Linked DNA regions of Mus musculus: all the other regions are linked to region 3. Evidence: chromatin contacts called from public promoter capture Hi-C data. All regions are on one chromosome and are shown on one strand. The core of a region is the stretch at or near the end of the contact, and the rest is flanking DNA. Distances in the headings are between cores, read along the strand shown. Region 1 holds the start of Zc2hc1c (zinc finger, C2HC-type containing 1C). Region 2 holds the start of Mlh3 (mutL homolog 3). Region 3 holds the start of Syndig1l (synapse differentiation inducing 1 like).

Region 1 (3,820 bases), core at 722-3,221, 590 kb after region 3:
CTGAGAAAAAGAAACCAAGAGGACACAGGAGTAGTGAGAACTGAGTCTTGAGGGAGTGGATGATCAATATTGCTGAGTGAACAGGCTCCAGAAATAGAAGCTTGCCCGAGAAGGACTCTATTAGCTGCGTAGTGAGAGAGAGAGAGAGAGAGAGAGAGAGAGAGAGAGAGCCAGACCACAGGGGCCAGAACAAAGAGGAAAGATAAGGAAAAGCTGTGTAAGTGTGTAGAGTTTGCAATCAGCTGAGGTGTGTTGGACATGCTGCACATCTCTAACTCCAGCTCTTTGAAGGCAGAGGCAAGAGAATTTCTTTGAGTTCAAGGCTAGCCTGGAGTATGTAGAGAGCTCCAGACCAACCACAAAACAAACACAAACAAAGAAGCCAACCAAAGCAAAATAAAGGAGGGGGAGGGAGAGGGGGAGGAGGGAGAGGAGACGGAGAAGGAGAGAAAGAAAAAGAACTTGAGGTGTCCTGTTAGGTAGCTCTCAATTGTCATGACTTCAGGTCTAGGGGTTCCATTGCCATCTTCTGGCCTTCCCAGGCACTGCACACACAAGGCATATATTCACATAGACCTCGGAGTTTCTCTCTTCCTCTCTCTCTCTCTCTCTCTTCCTCTCTCTTTCTTGTGTGCGTGTGCGTGGGGGCGGGGGGGGGGGGGAGGGAGGAAAGGCCTATATGCCTATACCCAGCCTGGGAGAATCTGAGACAAGAGGATTAAGTAGGCAGGAGGACTAACTAGTGCTAACCATAGACTAAATAGGGAGCCTGTCTCAAAACAAACAGCAAACAAAACAAAACAGAAGAGACTCCAGTGGGATCCTAACACAGAGAGAGACAGACCCAGGGATGGGAAGGGGAACTTTTCTTGCACAAGGAAGTTATGTATACTTGAACACTAGAGATTCAGGGGGAGAGTATGGAAACGAGTTAGAAAAGATGTATGGGAAAACCCATAGAAGCTGACTGAGGCAGGGTCCTAGTCCGTGGGAAACCTCTGCAATGTGGAGAAGGCCGAAGAGCCAACTGGGAATGAAAAGAATGACTGACAATCTGCCCTAGAGAGTCCACCAAGGAATTTTTTTTTGTAGCGCATAAAAGCTGACATCTGATCTGTTGTATTAACGAGACTGCTGTCTACTTTATTTCCCACGTGCTCGAATCTTCTGTGTAGTTACAAGAAAAACGGAGCTATCTGTTCCAAAACAGCTTATCCAAATGAACTGAAGCACGAAGAAGACAAATAAACTCTCTTCTGTTGTCAAAAAGTTACAGAGGACCATTTAATGTTGAAATCAAGTTATGTTCATTACTGTTGATCTGGTTGTTAACTTTATTATTGTTACTTTTGGCTGAGTCATTCCTGGGCCCTAAGTAGTAACGGTCACGTGAGAGTGAAACGTTATAATAGCAAAATGATTAGATTGGCCATAGAAACTACCCTGGGACTATAACACGTAGTGAAATAATAGTAAAGCTAATATAATAGCAAGCGCCAAAGCATTGCGAGGGAAGACAGCCCGGAGCATGTAGCCTGGAGCTCTTACATAGCCCTACCTGGGGCCTGAGCGCAGTAGCCGAGCGCACTCAGAAGGGTGATCAGCAGTCCCACTCCCGCTAGCTGGACAGACTCCCGAATCCTGGGGCGGGATGATTCCGCAGCCCATCTAGGGGCTCCACCCTTCTCCAGACAAGGGCACACCCTAAGGTCTGGGAGCTTCATTCTCGGAGAAATCCAAGTTCTTCTTTGATGTAGCCCCAGAAAAACCTCTCCAACCCCTCCCCAAGGGAAACGCTGATCTGAGCTGCGGAGTTGGCTGCACCTCGACAAGTGACCCGACTGCACCCGTACTCCACCTCCCTTCCCTCCTCCCCTCCCCACCTCCCTCCCCACCTCCCTCCCCACCTCCCCGCACTCCCTCCACCACCTCCCTCCGTCCCTCCAACCCAATCTGCCCCGGCGGCTTTCGGATTGCTTGTGGACTGCGCCTGCGCACATCTGGAGCTAAAAGTTCTCAACCAGAGGCGGTGCTCTGGTCTCCAGGCAACGGGATAACAGAGGTGGACAGAGAGCGCCTGCGTGGACGGCGGTTGGGTTTAGTCAGGTGTGGAAAACTAGGTCTTGGGGATTTTCCCTGAGCTGGAGCGGCCCCCGAGCGCCTCAGGTACGCCGAAAGGGGAGATACTGAGACCTCCCGAGGGGTTGGAGAGTGAGAGTTTATCCCTAGAGGCCGGGTCCCAGTAAGGACTCCCGTTTGACCCTCTGGGACAGAACATGACTCTGGAGTTCCGGATCCAAAGCGGGCTGGGGCGCTCAGGTGTCTGTCACCCCCTCTCCCAACACACTCTCTTTACAAGCCTGGTGCGGTTTGAGCCATAGAGCATCTTTGCATGAGGGCTTGACAGCCGGGCACCTGCTTCAGGCCCGGGTGGCTCGTGCTCTTTGTAGTTTGTAGCAAGGGGAAAGTCCAGGGAGTGCTTTGGGCCAGGCCCTGTCGCCAGGCCACTGTTCTCACCCCGTAAAACCGTGGGACTGGACTCAGAGCGGCCTCTGCAATTTACAAGAACCCGGGGCTGGTAAGAGCAGGTTGCCTGTTTTGTGTCACGGACGACCTTCTATCTAAAGCTTTTCCCACCCATTCCATAAATGGTGTAGAGCAGGTCATCTACAGGCCTGGAGGAAAGTCAGTGGCAGAACACCTGTGTCACGTCCATTCTTTGGTCCTCGGGGCTTAGCAATGTCTGGCCTGGCACATAACCATCACTCCCTAAATGCTTATTGAAAGAATGTCCTGGCAGAGCCAACACCACAGTCCCGAGAAACGTTTAAAGGGAATGTGGGTAGGGCAAATGGACAAACAGTTTACTCTAGCAGCCGGGAGTGAACCTCAGACAAATTCTTCACATGTATCTGCTTTAAATCTCCCCTAGGCTTCGGTCCAGGCACTGAATGGCTGGTCTCCAGTTGGCTCCACATCTGCCTGTGGGCGTTATGTTCCCACATAATAAAACAGAAGCTCCTGGACTCCACTCAGCTAAGCACGACCCTTACGAACAAAGTGACTCTTCCCAGCGGCCCTCGATGGGACATTTGAGGAATAGTTTCCAGTCGAAGCTTTGGAGCAACACAGAAATGGAGCAGGAGGACGAGGTCTCCACCCGCCCCAAAAGGAACGTCTGCACAAAAGCCCGGAGGCACTCCTGTCCCCACAGTGCAGGAATCAGGCAGCAAGGCTCAGGGAACAATGCCCAGGGCCAAGGAAAGGGTCTGTTTTACTTGTCTAGTCCGACACCCCGGTATCCCAAAGCAAATGACCAGGACTTCATTCCCTTTAGGAGGAAACGAGTGGGAGTGGATCGGGCTTACCCACTGAAACCCATGGTCCACCGGAAGTCACATAGTACAAGTGATGCGGGCGCAGACGGGGACCAGAATGGCTACCCAAGACTCCCTGACTCAAGTGAGTTTTCAGACAACAGCTTTGGTTTAAGGAGCTGGGTGAATTCATCTCTTCTTGCCTCTGTGCAGGCAGAGAAGGTCGTGGCGGAGCTCCATAGGACCGAGTGGACCCAGATCCAAAGGCTCGAAGCTGCAGGGGAGAGTTTACAGAAGGAGATCCGCAGAAAGGAGATTCTCCTACAAGAAAAGCTGAAGAAGACAGAGGAGGGTCTTCGAAGGATGCAGAAGGAAAAGAAACAGGCCATTTTCCAGGAAGACAGAGAGCTACAAAGGATGGTACTACCTAGAAGGAGGGTTCGAGATGGTGACCATGACACCCCACACAAACCCTGCTTGTCCCCAGAGTTCAGGTCTGAGGT
Region 2 (4,078 bases), core at 1,437-3,936, 570 kb after region 3:
AAGTCTTATTTTCCAAAAAAGATTTTTTCCATTTCTCATTTTCTCCGGAGTGTGATGTTTTGGCTACCTCTTCTTCTGACACCCTCGGTTCTAAGTAAGCACTGTTGTTGCTGTCCTGTAAAACAGACTCTACCGATTTACTATAGCACGGGCCATCCGATGCATCTGTGTACAATGAGCCCACTGTCTTTTTTCTGATAGTTTCTGAATCACCAGGGTTTTGTCTGGTTTTATTTTCTAGAGTAGCTATTCTTTTCACAGCTTTTGACTGCAAATTAAACATTTCATAGGAATCCAGAATTTTATTACACGCTTCCCGGAAACTGCTCTGGTCACACTTCTCATGAGTAGACACATGTGTCTGAAGAGTCGTGCCAAACAAACTAAAACCATTATCTTCATTAAATTCCTTAATATCTTCACCTGATAATTCTACAAATAATTTTTCTTGCTTTAAAAACCTTTTTACTCCTTCCTGAATACAAATCAACACGGTATCCCAGCTCTGAAACTCAATCAGAGTTTTGGCTGGCTCTATGCAGACATCATACTCACAGAAAGGGCACTGCACATTGATTACATATATCCCGTGGAGTTCTGAGGCAGAACGGTGTCGAGGACTTGAATTCATTTGCCTACTGGCAGAGCCATTCTTTGGCCTGCATATAATGCTTTCTTTTCTTAATAAAAAGTCAATAAGTTTATGCAACTTTGTTCTTAAAACTAGTCTTCTGTTCACAAACAAAAACTGCATATTCTTATTGTAGTGTGCTTCAGAGCTGATGTAGCCACTGAACTCAAATTCCTTGTATTTAAAACGTATTTCTCTTAACTTTTGGGACTTGCCCAATCCGTAAATTTGACAGAATCGAGAGCATATGTCTTTGGTTTTAGGGAGCTGAAGAACCATGGATCCAGATACATCGTTCCTCAAAGAGAAAGAAATGGAGGGGTGCATAAGTGAGAGAGCTTCTACCCTCTGCCGAACTTTCTCAAACTCTAGTCTAGGATCCATGCTTTTCCTCCGCACAGGAAACTGGTAAAACAGGTTATAGACCGTTACTGTAGTCCCCACACTTGGTCTGGTCAAATCAGCCTCATGGGTGGCAAGGGCTTTTCCATTCTGAAACATTTTCACAAAGGTTTTCAGTGTTGTGTTTTTCTTGGATGAAATCTCCACAGCACCAGCCATGTCGGCTATACTTGCCAAGGCCTCTCCTCGGAAGCCATAAAATGCTGGGTTCTCCAAGTCCCGCACTGAGTGGCATTTACTAGTAAAATACCGGTTTCCCACCTTCTCTACATCGTCCCCCGCCATCCCAAGTCCATTGTCTATCACTTGAACTTGGAAGGTTTCCATATTCACTCTGATGGCCACACATGTTGCTTCAGCATCAATACTGTTAAGGGTAAGTTCTTCAACACACTGGCCCAAGGAGCTTATGGCTAAACCGGAACGCAACTTGGTTTTTACGTCATCTGATAGACACCTGATCATGGCAGGGACACATGTGGAGGGAGTGGCAGACACTGGCTTCCTTCTCTGACTGGAAAATAATCACCTACAGGAAACAAAACACAACACATACTCTAGCAAACCTCAGTTATATCACATCACCCATTTCTCTCGACTATTACAAAGAACTACAGTTAGAGTATTAAACCAAAACGCGAAAGGGAAGTATACTTCTAGTTTCTAGACAGCACACAAAACTCATGCACTGGTATAACAAGCTTCAATTCCAAAGCATTCATAATTTCATTAATTTTCGCTGTTCCTAAAATGAATGCCCTAGAGTGAAATTATAATTACGCTAGATGCTGATCCGTAAAGACACTATTCAAATTTCTAAGCACTTCACTAAAAACAGATGCCTAAATTAAACGCAGCTAAGAAACATTAGCTAGAAATTATTCATGAAAAAAGTCCAAGCTAGTTTCATAACATTTATACTTTACACAATAACCACGGCTTTTAGAAAATCCTTTGATGTTCTAAGACACTGTAAGTAAGAAGGTAAAAAAAACAATGGGACTAAGTCAAAGTCAAATCTATCAAGGAGACACAGTAAGCCATTACTTTCTCAGGAAGAGGTGGGGGTGGGGGAGGTAAAACTCCTTTGATATTTAAGTCCTGCTCCTGTGTAGCTTGATAGCTTGCAGAAAGGCCCTTATTACTGATATTCTTTTATATTGATACTCTCGGTCTTTTATATCCCCAGAACATAGCTTGGCAATAAAAAGTGAGTGTATGGGGTGGTCGGACCCTGATTCCAGGTTTTCTTATACAAACCCTAAGACTCTAGGTAGTTAAAGGTCTCATTCTTAAGTGACAACAGTGAGGCAGGTGACAGGCTCTTTTGTTTTGTTTTTAAAGCCTGGAAAAACCGGGGCTACGACAGCATTTAGCCACCGTTGGCAAACGGGGTGAATGTGTAATGAGCAGTTCTAGGGTCTGGAAAGTCGGGCATCCCGTGCAGGCCGGGCCGCGCCTGCGCAATCCACCCACCCCGCACCTCCGGGGGAGCCGGGGCCCCGCCAGACAGGCCCGCGGCAGTCACCATTGCTCCTGTCCAGTTAGACAAGCTCTCTGGACCACATTTCATCACGTGCTTTCCCCCTTCACCTCGAATCTCCTCCATCAACTCTCACCGACCAACCACCTCCAACGCCGAGCGCGCGCTCCCGAGCATGCGCTTCCGAGACACCGCCAGACGGCGTCTGCACGACGTCTCAGTGCGCAGGCGCTAAGGTGGCCAAGCTGCGCGTCCCTTCACCTGGCGGGTTCCAATTAGTTCTTTTGTCTTATTCTCTTTCGGAATGGGGTGAAAGGCTGTTTCTACTAAATTTTACTTTGCTCCCCTTCTCGTCTCCTTTGCATGTTCTAATATGTAGTTCCACATATATCTTTCTTGTTTCCTTAGTCTTTGTTCGCTAGATTGTAAACTATGTGAAAGTAGTTTGGTTTTTTGTTTACTGCTGTGTCCTGGTGGCAAGTAGATATTCAGGGAATGAATGCAGAGCATTCCTTTTTTTGTTTGTTTGTTTTTCGAGATAGGGTTTCTCTGTATAGCCTTGGCTGTCCTGGAACTCACTCTGTAGACTAGGTTGGCCTTGAACTCAGAAATCTGCCTGCCTCTGCCTCCCAAATCCAGGGATTAAAGGCGTGCGCCACCACTGCCTGGCAAGAGCATTCTTGAAAATTAAAGCTTTACGAAGCTGGAAAGGGCTGAGAAGCCTCTCTCTCTTTCTCTCATATTTTGTTTTTGTTTTTCTTTCAAAACATGATTTCTCTGTGTAACAGCCCCGGAACTCGCTTTATAGACCAGGCTGGCCTATAAACTCACGGAAATCCTTCTGCCTCTGCCTCCCAAACGCTGGGATTAAAGGTGTGCTCCCACTCCCCACCCCACCTCCACGTCTGCCCAGCCCAACTCTCTTGATTTGCAAATCAGGACATCAGGGTCCCTCCTTCCCTTCCTTCCTCTCTTCCTCCCTCTCTCTCTCTCCCCACCCCCATACCACCACGGCTTTTTCCTGCAAGAGCACAGTGAGAATATTTTGAGAATTATTAGGCAATCCTCAGTTTTTGTCTTCTGTTTCATCCAAACCTCCTCCCAGAAACTTTTTAAAAAAGATTTATGTATTTCATGTGTATGGGGTTTTGTCTGCTTGTACTTCTGCACACCAGAAGAGGGCATCGGATCCCTTGGTCTTAGAGCCATAGACTGTGTGAACCACCATGTGGGTGTTGGGAGTTGAACTCAGGACTTCTGGAAAAGTTGCCAGTGCTCTTAACTGCTGAGCCATCTCCACAGGGAGGACATCCCTCCTCCCTTTAAAGGAACTTAGGACAAAGTTTTAAATGAGTATATATTTAATTACTAACCAAACCAAATCAGACTTGTGGAGCCAATGAAGCAAACTTCTGATTATTGTTCAGTTTGCCAGGGCTTCATGACAAAAGGCCACAGGCTGGGTGGCTTAAGTAGCCGGGGTTTTTGTTTGTTTTCTTTTCTTTCCAGTTCTAGGACAAGCTGGAGTTTAGGCCAGGATTCCTTCTTGGGTGTGGCTGTCT
Region 3 (3,757 bases), core at 165-2,664:
GGGGCAGTGAGAGGAGCTCACTGCGGGGAGATGTCTCTCCTGGCATCTCAGGACAGTTTCCTGAGGTGGACAGATGCCCAAGGCTCTTATCCTCATCTTAGAGATGAGGAGACTGGGCTTAATAAGCTTGGACAACTAATGCCAGGAATTAGAAGCTGCCAACCAGAGCCTTTTGACCTCCAAGGGTGCGGAATTGAGCTGGGTGGGAGGGTGCCGAGGAGCCAGTCTGAAGACCGTGGTCAACCACAGCAGTGAACTAGTCTACCTCTACGCAGTTTTATTTCCATGGGTCTGTTCTGCCACTCACAGAACTCTGGGCTGAAGAACTGGAAGCACTTTGCAGGCCTGAATGAGCTCATGCTACATACTCTTGCCAGAGAGAGAGAGAGAGAGAGAGAGAGAGAGAGAGAGAGAGAGAGAGAGAGAGAGAGAACCAAATGGAAGCTCTGTCGGGGTCATCAGCACTCAGGCATATAATAGAAAACCAGATCCGGGTCCACTACGTTGTCTTCCCAAACCAAGCAGTGTGATGCAAGCCCAGCCCCTTTTCAAGAGGAAGAGAGTCACGGAAAAAGCTGAGGAACCTGTCACCTTTTCCTTTCCCCCAAAGAAATGTATTAACCAGTCCTGAGGAGATAGACAACCCCTGCCCCCATTTCCCTGTCCCAAGGGCTATTCCAGGGCAAAGAAACCCAAGAGCAAAGAGATCACAGCTTCTCCAGTCACTCTAGTGACCAGGCTTGGATGGGAAGGAATAGCTGAGTGAAATCCACTCAGATTTGACCAATGTCATGGAATCTTAGTGGAGACTGATACTAGGGAGTCTGGGAGACTCACATCAATGTTCCTGTAATCAGTAGGCAAGGTGTCTCAGAGCTGTCTCAGGTCAGGGCCAAGACCTGGAGGTACAGGGTCAAGGTGCCCAGGTACCTATCACAGTCTGGATGCCTCAAGTCTCTCCTAGAGTCACCCAACAAGGAGGTGAAGAGTGGGGCTGGACCTGGCCAGAGCTCTGAAGGAGTGCGAGGACCTGTAGGGGTTGGAGCTTCAGCACTGCTAGGCTCCCCCAGCATTCCCCAGCTCTCTCGGTGCCTAGCTCTGCGCTCCCGCTGCGCCCCCAGACGGCTCCTTACCTGTCGCTCTGCGGACCGTCCCGCCTCCTCGCGGGGCTCGGGGACCGGGCATGGGCCGGCGAGCAACGGCGTCCCCGCCTCGCGGCCGCGGTGAAGCTTCCAGGAGAGCTCCCTGCTCCCGGCCCGCGTCCCTGCCGCTGTCGCCGCCGCTGCTTCAGAACCGTGGACAGCTCCCGCTCGCCCGCCGCCGCCCCGCGCGCCCTACACGGTCCCGGGAGCCCCGCATCCCGGCTCCGCCGCGCTCAGCTCTCAGCCCGGCCCGAGGCGGCTCCGCGCCGACTTGGGGGAGCGGCGAGGAGGGTCCCCGCCTCCCGCCGCCACCGCCTGCCTCTCGCCTCCGTGCTCCCTTCCACGCTCCAGAACCAGCCCACCAGGCACTCCGGACCCAGCTCCCGGGAGGGGAGGGGCGGGGCGGGGCGGGGCGGGAAGTCGGGGAGCCCGGAGGAGGCGGCGGCGGCGCGAGGGGCGCGCAGCTGGAACCGGCTTTTCTGCTTCCTGGAGCCAAACCCTCTTCTCCAGCTTTTCTCCCCTGCCTCCTCTCGCGCACCCCAGAAGCGATGCGCGCGCGACCCTTGAGCTTCTTAGAGTATTTTTGAGCTCTGAGGCTCCCAAGCTCTGAGTTCAAATTATTGATCAGCCCTACAAAGAGAAACAAACAAACAAAAATATTTATTGAATGCCTACTAAATAAACCACGCCAGGTTATTTATTTATTTAGCCAGAGTGATCTCATTTAATTATCTTAACAATCTACTAGGTACCCTCTGTCTCCCAAACATGGATGAGTTGTGCTGAGGTCAACACAGCTTAAATATCGGGATTTGGAGACTTCAGTTCTGTTGGGAAGTATATAGGTTCTATAGCCCATGAGTTTTGGTGATAGTTTGTTCCAAACACTGTGTGACCCAGAGGAAGTTACAAAACCTGTCAAATTCTCCAGACGGAATCCATCAATGAGGGGGTCATATAAGGACATATATGTGACACATTGGCATCCAATAGGCTCAGTGGGTGAGCCATCTCTGTCATTCTCCCATGAGGAGGCCTGAAATCTAATCTGACTGTAGGGTTCTGGCGGCTCTGTGTTCCCAACTATGCGGCTCTTTTTTTTCTTCTTCTTGAGCTCCCATAGATTTTTATTTTTTTAGATTTATTCATTATGGGTGGTTATGAGCCACCATGTTATTGCTGGGATTTGAACTCAGGATCTTCAGAAGAACAGTCAGTGCTCTTACCTGCTGAGCCATCTTGCTAGCCCTTTAATTTAATTTAATTTAATTTAACTTAATTTAATTTAAATTTTTGTCATTTGTTTTGTTTTGTTTTGTTTTTTGTCTTTTTAAGCATGGTGAGAGATTAGCCCTACCGCGAGTGTTGTGAATGGATGGATACCAGCATTGTTCATGCCTTCCCCTCTACCCATGACAAGGTCTTGAGATTCATCATGGTACCCAGAGGACAGGAAAAAAGGCATATTCTCATTAAAGGAAGGTAAATAGCGATGGGCAAAGGGAACTCCAGAGCACGCTGAAGCTGAGGCAGCTGTAGAATCCTGGGAACAAAACTCTGCAGTGACCCCTCCCTTCTCCCATGTCGGGATGCCAACCTACACTGAATGGGAGGGAGCTCTTGTGGGCGCAGAACATCTAAAGCAGTTCCCTTTAGCTCCCAGCCTGCAGAGGAAGGGCCACGGTCTGGTCTCTTTGGGTTTCTCCTTCAAACCCGGCAGAGAGCTTCCTTGGCCTAGGGTTGGTCACGGGTCTTTTCCTGGCTCTGTCCACTAGAGTTATACTAGGAAGGCTCCTGCCCCACATGCATGTAAGTAAACCCCTTCCTAAAAGCATCATCTCTTGTGTTACTTAGCTCACTTTTAGTCTCCCTGCCATAGGCACATAAGGCCCTTGCTTGTCTTTGGCCTCCCCCTGCTTGCCCCTTCCCCACCCTGGTTTTTGTCAATGCCTGGGCTGCTTACTAAATTACTAATTAAAAGGATAATCATAATAATATTAATAAAATAATAATAATAAGCCAGTGAAGCAAAAGCTGAATAGGAATTTCAAATACTAATGTTGATAATTAAGTGCTGCTGTCTGGAGGGAAGGCTCCAAGAGAGACCTATAGTTGGTGGTGTGTCACCGAGCCATGGCCTGGGTGCCAGGGAACCTTAGGTGCTGGTCTTCCTTTGTCACTGACTGTGCAACTTCTGGCAGTTGCCTAATCTTCCTGGGCCTTTGCTCCTTTAGGATTGTAAACCCTTCTGTAGCTTTGAAGTAGGAAAATAAGCATTGTGTAATGGGGAATGGGGAACAGTGGCTAATGCAGCAATAAGAACTTCCAGGGAAATTACCTTTTACTGCCTGCAAGGGATAGGTGGGACTGAGTCTGTACCTCTCTCTGTATGTCTCCAGTGGGTTTTTTCTATATCCCTCTGTCCTTTCTCCATCATGCAGTGTGAGGAAATTTAGCACCGGGAATGTAAAGAAAAGCCCAAGTCTAGATCTTTGAAGGATTTACACTGGAGGGTTTTTAGAAAGTTAGACATGTTGGCCAGTAATTCGACACATGGAGAGAAGTTTATGAAAAGTCCTCTCTGCCTCAGGAAGTCCTTGGAGGTTTCCTGGAGG

What was found. Promoter capture Hi-C pulls out the DNA fragments that hold promoters and counts their contacts.
Region 1: a promoter capture Hi-C map of pre-B cells shows a contact between it and region 3, with 2.9 times the contacts expected there. The contact joins the promoter of Zc2hc1c here to the promoter of Syndig1l in region 3. A contact is called at or near these places in 2 of 39 promoter capture datasets (pre-B cells and stem cell-derived epiblast-like cells).
Region 2: a contact with region 3 is called in a promoter capture Hi-C map of pre-B cells, with 3 times the contacts expected there. The contact joins the promoter of Mlh3 here to the promoter of Syndig1l in region 3.

What each region holds. Positions count from the first base shown.
Region 1 is chr12:85,286,620-85,290,439 of GRCm38.p6, forward strand. It overlaps Zc2hc1c (zinc finger, C2HC-type containing 1C), which reads left to right and starts at 1,972. Exons shown (of 3, transcript NM_172414.4): 1 at 1,972-2,166; 2 at 2,933-3,820. The coding sequence starts at 2,952. It also overlaps a transcript of Acyp1 not described here.
Region 2 is chr12:85,267,913-85,271,990 of GRCm38.p6, forward strand. Mlh3 (mutL homolog 3) reads right to left here and starts at 2,687. Exons shown (of 12, transcript NM_175337.2): 1 at 2,627-2,687; 2 at 1-1,562. The coding sequence starts at 1,498.
Region 3 is chr12:84,697,393-84,701,149 of GRCm38.p6, forward strand. It overlaps Syndig1l (synapse differentiation inducing 1 like), which reads right to left and starts at 1,415. Exons shown (of 4, transcript NM_001033334.2): 1 at 1,134-1,415.